2 separate regions of the Mus musculus genome follow, and region 1 is linked to region 2. A link is a contact called in public Micro-C data. All regions are on one chromosome and are shown on one strand. The core of a region is the stretch at or near the end of the contact, and the rest is flanking DNA. Distances in the headings are between cores, read along the strand shown.

Region 1 (6,427 bases), core at 3,012-5,511, 140 kb before region 2:
ACCCCCCAACGTGTGTACTGCGACAGAGAGAGGGGAGAGAGAGAAAGAGAGAGAGAGAGAGAGAGAGAGAGAGAGAGAGAGAGAGAGAGAGAGAGAGAGAGAGAGAGAGAGAACAAAGAGAGAGATGTGGTCATTAGAAGTGGGGATTGGTGGGTCAAACAGACAGGGATACCCAAATCTCAGAGGAACCTGTCAACTGAAATAGATTTGGGCTCTTCTTAAGAGAATCAATCTGCTTTAAGCACAGGTTGGAAGCTGAAGTGAGGGAGGAAAGAAGGGGGCTAAGGAGGAGTATACGTTTTTATTTTCTATCTCCTTCATTCTCTAGGGCACTCTGCTTGGTGTGGGCAGGGTAGCAGGTATTGGAGAAGTGTTTTGGGGGATGGGATTCCTCAGGGATGTTGCTGCCTGTGTTCTTGGTCATTCCTTGCATGAATGATGTGTCCAAGGGGCTCACATCTCCTCCCAGCCGGGCCAGGCGTATCTTCAGCACACTGGTCCTTTTGTGCTGGATGCTGTGTTGACGGCGATGCCTCTAGCTCCTGATGGCTGAGTCTATTATGCCAGCAATTATAGCATTTTCTAAGTAAATACCAGCTGCTTATCTCCTCTCGTCTCTCTTAAAATTCCATCCATGCTTTGGAGATTTTCCTATATGAAGGATCTCATGTCCCCTTCATTTTCTCTTTTCTCCCCTCCCCTCCCCAATTTCTGGGCTTAAAGGTTCCTGCTCTGACTCTTTGAGTGTGGCAGACGAGACAGTATACATCATCATGGGCTTTGGAATCAGATACCCCGGTTCTAATCCCGGTCCTGTTGCATGCCACCTCTGCAGCCTTGAACTGATTGATTAACCTCTTGGGGTTGTCTCTTTCTCATCAGTAAAGTGGGATAAGAATATTCGCGTCCTAACGTGAAAGTTGAATTAGCTAATTGACCACAGAGCTTGATACAATTTGACATATGCTCAAAAAAATAGTGATTAGGGTTGTTCATTCTTCAATAACCTTTAAATTAATGTTAAGTTATTACATAAGGGCTGGGGATGTGATTTAATAGCAGAACAGTATAGGACTCAATAGTAGAGCATTTGCTCAGATTGCATGATCCCCAAGGCAAAAATATACCATACATAAACTACTATCTATTATATAATTAATAACCTATAACCAAATAAATTAAAAGCTATTCTGGTTAGATCAGATGCAATTGTGTGCAAGTGTGTTACTGTGTTACTCAGGAGACTGATGTGGGAGGCTCACATACACTCAGAACACAACCCAAGAAGCCAGAAGAAGGAATTGAGATGAAATATGAATGCATAGAACCCCTATTCATTCATTGAATTATAGCGGAAAAGTTCTCAAGCCTAGGGAAGAAACAGACAGGCAAGCACAGTAACCATTAGGACCCCAGACAGACACAGACAGAAAAGAACTCTACAACACTCACTTAAAATGCCAAGACTGCAGAACAAAGACCGTTAAATGATGGAAGGAAAGCTCATCAGAGTAACACCAAGAAACCTTAAAAGCTGGAAATTCATGCAGTGATATATTTTAAGCCCTGAAAGTCAATAATTGCCAACAGAGATTATTATATCCAGTGATCTTTAAAAATTGATAAGGAAATAAAGACCTCATCAGGCAAGCACTAAATTAAGCAGTTTGTGATCATCAGTTATCTCAGCCAGGGCAACATAGGCAAGAATAGGTTCTATGGGAAGAATCAATGGATAAGTGAGATTTAGGAAATACTCAATCATATCCAAGACCGTAGACTAGGGGTCAAGTTCGAATAGATTAGAATAAAGAGTATTTGAACCAATCCTGAAAAACATGGCCAACGGAACCACAGGAACCCTCTCCATAAGCAACTTAATGATATAGTGTAGCAGGCTGAGTAAACAAACCTAAAGCAAAGTAAGCAACTTAATGATACAGTGTAGCAGGCTGAGCAAACAAACCTAAAGCAAAGAGCCAGACAAAGCCTAAGTGCTCATCCTCTGTGAGAGAACACACCTCACAGGCAAAGACATACACAGACGGAGTGAATGGGTGTAGTCAAGATGGCAAGTTATAAAAAACCAGAAGGTGCTACCCTCAGACCTGGTGATGTAAACTGCAGACAAAATTAATCAGAGATAGTCAAAGCCACTGCTTGTTGATAAAGGGAAACCCATTCAGAAGATATCACTAGTATAAATGTGTATGCAACAAACATTGACAAAATCAATCTTACGAAGTAGCGCTGCTAGAAGTAAAGGGACTGATAGGTCTGGATATTATAGTGTGGGATTTCAACCCAAATAGATAATGCAGGCCCAAAACTCTTTCAGTTAAATTGCACTATAGATCCAATGTATTTACAAATCATCTACAGAATATTTTACCCAATAGCTGTGGATACACATGCAGCTGGCCACAGAACATTGAATGGAGCAAGACTTGGCAAAAACACCTCCCCAAAACCCCAAAACAAAACAAAACAAAACCAAATAAACCCCTCCCAACAAAACCAACCAACCAAAACAAACTCTCCAAACCTTCAAAACTTCAATTTTATCAGATTGCAATGAAACACATTTGGATATCAGTAGTAACAGAAACTACTAATACACTATACTAAACAATATGTGATTGAATGAACAATGGGGTCTTTGGAAAAATCAGGGAGGGATTGAAAGAATTCCTGGGATAAAATGAAAGTGAAAAGGACTTATCAGAATGGTTAACTTACAGCAATGGGAGTCCCAAAATAGTTATGAGTGATTATGTTAAAAAATAAATGTTTGGGCCAGCAAGATGGCTCAGAGGGTAAAGGCACTTGCAGCCAAGCCTTGATGGCTTGAGTTCTGGTGGAGGCAGAGAACCAACCGACTCTTGTCTTTGGATCTTTGCATGTGCAGCATGGCATGTGTGCATGAGAGGGCACATGACTGCATGAGTGCATATGCACACACACATACATTAAATAAATATCTAAAAAGCCAGATTCTAAATAAACAACTTAATAATTTATCTCAAGGTCCTAGATAAAGCAGAACAAGTTAAATCCCAAATCAGTAGGTAGAAAAAAATAATACAGATTATGGAAGAAAGAAATGAAAGGGATGTTAAAAGAATAATACAAGGTGCTAGAGAGAAGGTTCGGTGATTAAGAGCATTGGCTGGTCTTCTAGGAGAGCAGGGTTCAATTCTCACACCCACAGGGTAGCTCACAACTACCTGTAACCCCAGTTCTAGGAGATCTGGAAGCCTCGCACATATGTCATAATCCCTTAAGAACAACATCCAAAGCTGACCTCTGGCCCTATATGAATGTGCACAGATGTGTATGAACATCTGCACATATAGGAACTCTCTGGAGCACACACACATTTCATGTACCATGGGCTTGCTCACCTGTGTGGTCTACAGAGTTCTAAGCATGTTGAAGGTGGACAGGGCTAAGTGACAATGTTTGGTGGACAGCCAATACATTTTTTGACTTAAAATAATTTCAGCTCAGTGGGATTATGGAGCCGTCATCTGTGGAAAGTGAAGCAGTGTAGACTGGGGTGTGTGTGTGTGTGAGGGGCTGAGCAGAGGGACCCACAGGTAGGAGGATCTTGAAGAAGAGATAGTGGTTCTGGCCTCAGGAAGTCACAAAGTCACCCCTGGACAGTGTGGGACATGAACCCTCTTCTGGGGCTGACTGAAGCTAGACAGAAGGGAAGTATGAATCTCCGTGCTCCCAACATGTTTGGTGCTCATCAGCTGGAGGTGGGTGGTTTTCACTATGATGGTCAGCTTAATGGTTGCTGCTTCAGAAGGACTGGCATGCTGAGCCTCCTTCAGGGGTATCGGTGGGGCCCTCACTATCTTGCACCATGAAGATGCAACTGTGCATTGCTCTGGCCATGCTCCCTGAAGGCATCTTCCTCCCGGCACCATGATCTGCATAATTCTGGTGCTCAGTGGCATAGTGGAGGACTAGCAATGTGGGACGCACCCCGTGTAACCTCTAGAACAGGAGCTAGGCCTTTGTCACCCCACCCGCAGGCCAAGCACAGCACCACATTGTCTGGAGCTCTAGGACTGGAATTACATGCTTTTCCATGTGTCTTTTAAATTAGCTGTGTCCACTCTGCATTGTCTGGGGTCTTAGGAACTGCACAGTACTCTTCATTCCTGAGCTTTTCCAACCTCACTCTGTCTTTCCTGATTAACGTGGTTATTGAGCTTGGAGTCCAGGAGGGGGCGGTAGAGGACAGTAGAAAGAACGCCCCGAGTTAGCTGAGCAGCCACATCTGTGCTGCCCTTGCTGCTATCAATGGGGTCCTTTGGTGCAGCTGTGCTTAACCCTCTGAGGCAGTGCCAGCTTTCCCTGTACCCCACTTCTCTTCCCTCCCTTTCCACTCTGGTCTGGCCCCTTTCCTCTCTGGTTCCTCTCTTCCTTCACTCCTGTCTCTCGCCTTTTTCTGCCTCAGGGACCCCCGTCTCTCTCCTTGCTCCCTTTCTCTAATGGTACCTGAGTTGCTCTTGAAGGATGCCTGGGGACCAGGAAGGAAAGGTGACAGGAGTGAAAAACAGGAGACAGGAATGTGAGGGACCGGGGCGGATCTCACAGCTCCTTCTCTGGGCTTCCCCTGACCTGATTCTATCTGCCTTCCATGCTCTCAGCAACAACAGTGGCTTTCCATACCTGCTCTGCAGGAGGAGTACTGCAGGACTGACCGTGTGGGAAGCCAAGTTCACTGACCTGGCCTAAGAGTATGGACCACTGAGGTGGAAACTGGTGGTATACAAGCTGGTGTGGCCTCGCCATGGCAACACAGGCCAGCAATGAAACCAGAATCTGTAGCCAGGATGGGCCACTGCCAACCTCAGATGTTCCCCACAGCAGCCTGTCTCCACATGCGGGCCATCTGACACTTAGCACGTGGCTCATCTGATGTGCTTGCTGTGGGTGTTAGAGCCACATACTGGGTTTTTAAGGAATTGGAATGAAAAAGTAAATATAAAAGTATGACACTAATGTTGTTTTATATTAGTAATGTGCTAACATGATTAGTTTCAGTTATATGGCATCAATAATGGCTATTAAAGTTAATTGCACCTTTCCGTGTTTTAAGAAATACAAGAAAATATAAAGTCCCAGATGTAGCTTACATTGTAGTTTTAACGGTCAGTGCTGGTCTGGAATTTATGGCCCACCACCTTATTCTTTATCGTCTTCCCTTTCAATTGCAAAGAGACAGGTTCTCCATATGTTATCCAGTCTGGTGTCACACTCCTGGGCTCAAGAGAGATCTTCATGCCTAAGTCTCCTGAGAAGTTGAGACGACTGACATATACCATGATGCTTTGCTTTCAAAATTTATTTTAAACCACCCTGATCTATACTGTGTGTATTTAGATGTCTTGCTGTGGCCACATGACCAGGTGCCCATTCTTGCCACCCTGCAGGGAAGGAAGAGTCTCTTTTAGAATTTTCTCCTGGGGAGTTGTAAGCAATGCCTACCCCGTCTCATAAGATCCCAAGAACGAACCAAACTGTTGCTTTGCCAAAATGCATCCTGGGAGTCAATGAATTTATTAGGGTCATTGGTAAAGCATTGGTTACAGGCAGGAGGGTCAATGACCATAAAGTAGCCTCAGAGGAAGGCTTGTGGCTAGTGTGGATGGGAGCTCCCTTGTCAAGACTGCAAGATGGAGCACCCTCCTGTTAGCTTTTCCTAGTCTCTGTGCCTAGCCCTTCCAGCAGGACCCCTCTCCACTTCCAATGACTCTCCCCACCCACTCCTTTTGTGAGGGACTGCCATTCACCAACAAGCCTAATGGTGATAGACTCTTGAACGTGGGCACAGTTGATCTGGTAAAGATGGCACCTGCCGTGCTCCAGGACCAGGTCCTTCAGAATTGGAAAGACTATGCTGAGGAACTTCCAGGCTTCAGAAGATCCTCCTCCAACCCAGAGGGGTCTTGGGACAATAAAGGGAACCACCCTTGGGAACCACAAGCATTAAGCAATGTAGCCATGGAGACTGTGTGGCCTGAAGGCAAATGAAGGGGCCTTGGAACATCACAGTGTCACAGTCAATTCACTTCTGAGCCTCCCTCTCCCCACCTGGAAAACTGAAGCAGGATTGTGACCTACTTGCTCCCTGGTTATCCTGTAGAGCCCAGAGTTGTTAAATCCATCCTGAGTATAGGAATGGCGTCTGTGAAGGTCTGCTTTCGAAACCAGCCAGGGACTGGGGTGTGAATTCAGATCTCAGGACCAGTTTTTCTAAGACCAGAGAGGGGGCTTTGTCAGGCAGGAGTCTATATGCTAAGCCCAGATGTGGTGCTCTGCACACCTGCCCAGGTAGCAGCTGCTTTTCTCCTGATAGGCTTGTGACGTTGTATTGTAGCACATGCTTCCTGAAATGTCCAAGGGGTAG
Region 2 (6,241 bases), core at 3,172-5,671:
TAAAAAGGTTTAAATGAGGTTCTAGAAACTTTAAAGCTGTGTGCCTTGATCTTTCTGAAAACAGTATTACTTCTGGTCACATACTCAAGGACACAGGCTGATGGACCAGGTTGCTCCTTGGCCTCAGCGAAAGTGCATCAGTACAACGAGGGAGATGAAGGGTGTGTGCTTTGGTCACTATGTACCTGACAGGCATTTACTTACTGAGTACCTACTGTGTGTGTGTCAGATATGAGACAAAAGGCTTGAATGCTTGGGAGAAAGAGTCCTGGATGCCCCTCCAAGGGACATACTTGAACTTTACTCCAGCCTGGGGTCTCACCCAGAACTGAGGAGCCACGGGAAGAGCAGGGGAAAATGAGGGGTTCCTTCTGCATTCACATGAGGGGCTGTTTCTCCCATAGCTATAGCCTGCATGACCACCTTGAAAATGCCCACCTGTAGCAGCATGACCCAGACAAGAACAGACTCTCTGGAGACAGGCTTCAGTGAGACAGCTTGTTTAAGGGGGGAGGGGGGGACAAATGTTGTTTAAGTCTTTGGGGGTTGAGTAGGGGGGCTATCTGGAGTGAGTGTACATTATTGGTCAGGGCTGGGATCCTGGGGACGCCTCATTTGCATAAAGAGGAAGTCCAGGTGGTGCTTGGCATGACCTTATAAGGGGAGAGGAAGTTTAACCTGGCTACTGGCTATGTGACCTCCTGTGTTGGGAAAGGTGGGGGCACAGGGAGAGAGTGGTGTTACTCCTGCAGCTTCCAGGACAAGATTTCTGGGGTTTGGATATGCTTTGACCCCACTCTTGCCCCAGGCTAGCTCCCCCTGTCTCATAGTTCCCTGGCTCCACAGTGAAAGAGACCCTGGGATCATTGCCAGCCCTGCCTCTGCCCTCAGAGCAGGTAGATCTGGGCAACTCTGGACTCCAGTACCCAGCTCCCTGGCCCATTGCCTATATTATAACCTCTGGTGGAATCCTTCCAAGTCTGACACCCTCCAAGCTCAGAGGCTCTGTAGACATCTGACCCAACGTTCTCATCTTACTGCAAAGCTCGCTCTCCTCCAGGCATGCCAAGGTGGCATTCTTTCTGTTCTCTTCTCAAGTCAGGAATTAGCCTTAACTATTTATCACCATCCTGATTCCCTCACTAAAGATACATTCCTAATTCAGAGTGTGTGTTGATGTTCTTGCTTCAGTTTTGTTTCCAGTGTTATGAAAAACTACCATGACGAAAGCAACCAGAGAGAGAAAGAGTTTTAGCTGGCTCACGATTTTGGGCCACAGTCCATCACTGTGGGGAAGTCAAGGCAAGAACTTGTCACATTATGTCTACAGCCAAGAGCAGAGAGCAATGAAAGCATGCACGCTTGTGGATGCTTAGCTCTTCCTCATACAGTCCAAAACTCTCTGCCTAAGAAATGGTGCTGCCCACAGTGGGCAGGTCTTCCCACCTCAATGAACATAAGACTGTCTCCGGCAGACAGGATCACAGGCCAACTTGATTCCAGGGTTCTAGATTGTGTCAAATTGACCCCGTTAGCTACCACATGACTATGGTATCAGAGACAGTGACAGCCACGGGAGTCTGTCTGGATTCCTTGTCTCTGGCTCATTTTTAGTTACTACTGTAGGTCACCCATCTCAATTCCAACACGTGGGATCTAGATTTTTAGGAGTGGACATTTGCTGAGAGGGTCATGACTCTAACTCTCCTAATCATAGATGCAATGTTGGAAATTGAGGCCCGATGCTTGGTGGTATCCACCTGTTTCGCTGAGTCTTTTAAAAGCCTTGGCTTCGTCTCTCTGCCTTTCTCAGTCCACAGTCTGGCACACACCTGGAATACACAAAACTTCTTATAACGGGTCATTCACTCAGTACCAATATCAGCTGAAGAGGGGGCTGGGACAAAAGCCACACTAGGAATGCAGAGTCCTCCTCCACCACATCCCCAGGTTTGATGGCTGGAAACTGTGCCAACGTGTCTAAGACAACACACCATTTCCCTTCCAGAAGTCACTCCCTAGAGAAAGTTTTCACTTTGAACTATGTCCCTGGATCTTTAAAGCCATCTTGGCTTTCTACTCCCCTTCCCCACCCCATTCCAAGACAATTATCTCTACCACACCCACACCCCAAGGTCAGGCATCTCTTGTTTCTTGGTGGCTACTGCCAAGTCTGCTACAGATGGCACTACCATGTCCTCCAGTGGTCAGCTGGGTCTTTCAACTCATTTGTGATAAATCTGTCACAGAGAACCCTAAGCTCTCTCTCTGTGCTGAGGAGAAGCCAGGCAGTGGTTCCCACTCTATCCGTGCAACATTTATGGTACCTTGCATCCGCTTATTAGCTCTGTAACAGATGCTGAGCGTGAGGGTGTGGCTCACCAGATAGAAGACTCTGGTTGCTGGAGCTTTTCATAAGCCCACAGATAGGAAGGAGATGGCAGGTGTGTAGACAAAGTCACTGCTGTGTAGCCTACCTAAGCATAAGTCCCACAGGTCCCCGAGGCTGCAATATCACCCTTCCAGCTATGAATCTGAGAGGCACACAATTGCAAAGCCTGCTCAGTGGGCTGAAGCTCAGAAAAACCACAGCAACTCCGCCTCTGCAGGCTGTTCACCAAGGATGGAGCAAGATGCACTTTGCGATGGTGCCAGGATTTTAAAACACATTATTGACTTTAGTTTTTTTTTCTCTCTCTCTTCCTTTCAATAACTTGTATAAGCAATGAAGGGACTTAGGGTGGATTGAGGAAGACATCGAGCTTAGCTTAAGTGGAACCACCATCTTCTTTGATCTGAGGGTTAGAAGCAGATCGTGTGTGACTGCCCCGTGGGAGTGGAGGTGGCTGTCTGCAGGACGGGGCTGGGCTCCTCCCCCATGATGGTGCCACGCTGGGTTCTCTTCTTGTCCTTCGGCATACTGCTCTCTGTCCTCAAGTCTGTGTTGTCATATTTCTTACATCTCTTAATGGCATTTATTTATTTAGTGTGTGTATGTTGGGGGGGGAGGGGGAGTGTGTGTAGAGGTCAGAGGACGGATTGTATGAGTTGGGTCTCTTCTTCCATATGTGGGTACTAGAGACAAAACTCAGGTTGTCAGGTTTGGTGGCAAGACCCTTTACCTGCTGAACCCGACCTCTCTCTCTCTCTCTCTCTCTCTCTCTCTCTCTCTCTCTCTCTCTCCCTCTCCCTCTCCCTCTCCCTCTCCCTCTCTCTCTCCCTCTCCCCTTTCTCATGCCATGTGTATGCCATATATGTGCAGGTGCCCACAGGGGCCAGAAGATAGCATCGGATCCACTGGGTCTGGCTTTACGGGCAGCTGTAAGCAGCCTACTGTGAGCAGGGAACTAAACTTGGATCCCCTGGAAGAGCAGCAAATGCCCGTAACCACTAAGCCATCTCTTCAGCCCCGTTCTCCCCGGTTCTCCCTGATCTACTTTTCTTCTGGTGCCTAGCCATGAGATCCCTGCTTGTGGGTAGCTGAGGCTCCCAGCAGTGTAACTCAGCTGTTTCCCGACTGCACCCTGTCTACCTGGTGACACACAGCTCAAGGGTAACAGGTGGCAGAACCTTCAAGTTCTGTCTGAACATTGAGAGGCTCATCCCAGCACTGTAGAAACAGCTCAGCTAGACATGATGCATGAGGCTGATATTAGGGTCTGATCTATTAGGCTCTCTGTGCAGAAAAAAAAAAAAAACAAAAACCTTGCTATTTAAACAGATTACCCATATTATAGATTAGGAAGTTGACACCCAGAGAGGTTGAGTCGCTTTCCCAGAATTGCACAGCTAGGCAATGAAGGGCTAGGATGAAGACAAAGGCATCTGGATGCAGCAGAAAGAGAGGAGTCATTTTGCTGACAATGTCTGCTTAATCTATTGTGTGCCCTTAAGTACCCCAGCCTTTGCTCTCTTCCAAGGCTTGTCTTCCTCCCCACCCCCACCCCCACTCCACCCCTCACTGCATTTTCTTTTATTTTTTATTGGTTATTTACATCTTTTTCCCCAATTTTTTATTAGGTATTTTCTTCATTTACATTTCAAATGCTATCCCGAAAGTCCCCTATAGCCCCCCCCCCCCCCCGCACCTGCATTTTCTGATCTACTATTGCTAACAGATATATCAGAGGGGCCTGGCCCTTCTTAACAGCAATGTCAGGCTTTTTTTTTTTTTTTCCCTCCAGAGCTGTGACCTTGGGAGAACACTATCCTTTCCTGACCTTGGTGTCCCTTGTGATTTCATAAGGACTATAGGGGAATTTTAATAGAATTGCTAATGGATGGGCTTTCAGGGTAGAGAATTTAATAACCATAGAGCAAAGGCCTTGGGATGTCTGTCGGCAAGGGCAAGAGAGCTTGGACATCTGGGTTTAAGGGATATTGTCCAGTGTCTGCCCCAAGAACACCATGAAGTGTGGTAGATGGCCAGAAGGGGGCACTCTTCCCTTACCACTCAGCCTATCCTCAGTGTGGTGCCTGCCCCAACCAGGAAGAACTGGAAGCACAAATTGGGGCTTCTTTCTCTTTGAACCTCAGTGCCCCAGCCTGGTCTGGCTGTTAAAGCCTCAGCCCTGACCCTGGGAAGATCTGGTGCCCGACCCCGAGAAGCCTATGCAGCAGATGGCCTGTAACATGGGACATCACACAGGGTGACTGGATTTACCCTGTCTCATCTGCTTAGCAGGTGTCAAATAGGAAGCTCAGCTTGCTTCTGCAGGGCTTGGCTCCCCCTCCCCCCTCTATGGTTGTCTTTTATCCTGCAGGAGCAGGTCCTGGCATAGAAGTTTCCTAGCTTGAGCAGGACATAGTCAGGCATCTAAAACCACTCCCTCCCCTCCTGCCCAGAGCTCTCTGGAACCCTTCATATCCCATTTGTCCAGATGGTTTACCAGTACTCTCTGCCCAGCTCCTGGTATCACTGTCTTGTGACTCCTGGGGCCTCTCCTTCCTTCCCCTTCCCTCCTCTCTGCCTCCAGCATCTGCACTCTCTGCTCTAGCATCCACTGCAGGAACACGTCCCCAGGGTGGGCTCTGTGCAAACCTCAGACTGCAAAGTGGATTAATGAGAACTTACAGAGCCCCGCTTCCTCAAAGTGATGACTGTTGAGCTAGACCCAGAATCAGCATCTTTTTTGATCTAACATTTATCCAGAGTTTACTACAGGCTGGAAAATGTCAGGTGCTCTCTATCTTCACTCTCATGAGCTACAGGCAAACATACTGCAGCTTTTTTTTTTCCCCAGTTTTACACCCTACCCTGTTTCTTTGACGATGACCATGAACCAGAGAGGCAGAAATGCTTCCTTGGCTCTGAGCCTTGAATCTAGGTTGGTCACATATAAATTCCACTCTTCTCATCTTTAGCTGGTCCCCCTGGATCCCTCTGTGATGCCTCTGGTTTAGTATAGCAAAATATACAGACAGGGCAGCTCAGATCATAGGTATTCACTGCTCATCGTTTTGGAGGCTGAGAGTCCAAGCCAATGGTGGTGACCCTCTCCCCTTTTTTGTACATACGAGGGCTAATCTTGACTATCAACATATATCACAGATCTAGAATCACCATGGAAATGAACTTCTGGGTAGGGTATGCTTCTGAGGTCATTCCCAGACAGGTTTAGCCGAGGGAGGAAGGAAGACCCACCCTGAGTGCAGAAGCACTATTTCATGGGCAGGGGACCTGGAGTGAAATAAAAGAAAGGGAATGAGCTGAGCACCAGCATCCATTTCTCTCTGCTTCCTGACTGTGGGTGTGATGTGATGGCTGCCTCACGTTCCTCTACGATGGACTGTACTCTCAAACCGTGAGCCAAACGAACCTCAAGTAGCCTCTTATCAGGCATTTGGTCCCAGTAATGGGAAAAGTATGGGATACTGTACATCAAGTCTCTCTCTCTCTTTCTCCCTCCCCCTTTCCTTCTTCCCTCCCTTATATTAAGTCACTAATCCCATCCTGAGAAGCCTCAGTCCTCAGGGCTTCATGTATCCCCCCCCCCCCAATCACCTTCCTAAAGCTACAGACCCAAAATCCAGCACCTTTAGGGATGGGCAGAGGACTTCAGTATATGAGTGGGGACAGAGCATGGTGCAGTCTATACGACTGCAGTTATGTCGGGGAGGCTCAGTAGCCCCAGGTCTCACCCTCTAACTCTAGAGAGGAAAGGCACACAGATAGAGGGGAGAGAGGAATTAGGAAAATCCCCGAACCTTAATTTCTTTTCCTTCTTTCTCTGAAGCGCAG

The links. Hi-C and Micro-C count contacts between places; a contact is called where the count stands out from the background.
Region 1: a contact with region 2 is called in a Micro-C map of the AtT-20 cell line, with 7 times the contacts expected there. The contact joins two enhancer-like sites. A contact is called at or near these places in 34 of 484 Hi-C or Micro-C datasets (the AtT-20 cell line, adipose-derived mesenchymal stem cells, astrocytes and 20 more) and 3 of 115 datasets of contacts at active chromatin or transcription factors (astrocytes, embryonic forebrain and embryonic stem cells).

What each region holds. Positions count from the first base shown.
Region 1 is chr4:143,019,280-143,025,706 of GRCm38.p6, reverse strand. No RefSeq gene overlaps it. Among named protein-coding and RNA genes, the nearest start is that of Mir7021, 110 kb to the left of the region's middle. Within about 2 kb of position 4,261, at least 11 of the 459 cell types and tissues checked have an H3K27ac peak or open chromatin away from gene starts, as enhancers often do. A contact at or near this core is called in the AtT-20 cell line, where this site is marked.
Region 2 is chr4:142,878,866-142,885,106 of GRCm38.p6, reverse strand. No RefSeq gene overlaps it. Among named protein-coding and RNA genes, the nearest start is that of Gm42341, 230 kb to the right of the region's middle. Within about 2 kb of position 4,421, at least 20 of the 459 cell types and tissues checked have an H3K27ac peak or open chromatin away from gene starts, as enhancers often do. A contact at or near this core is called in the AtT-20 cell line, where this site is marked.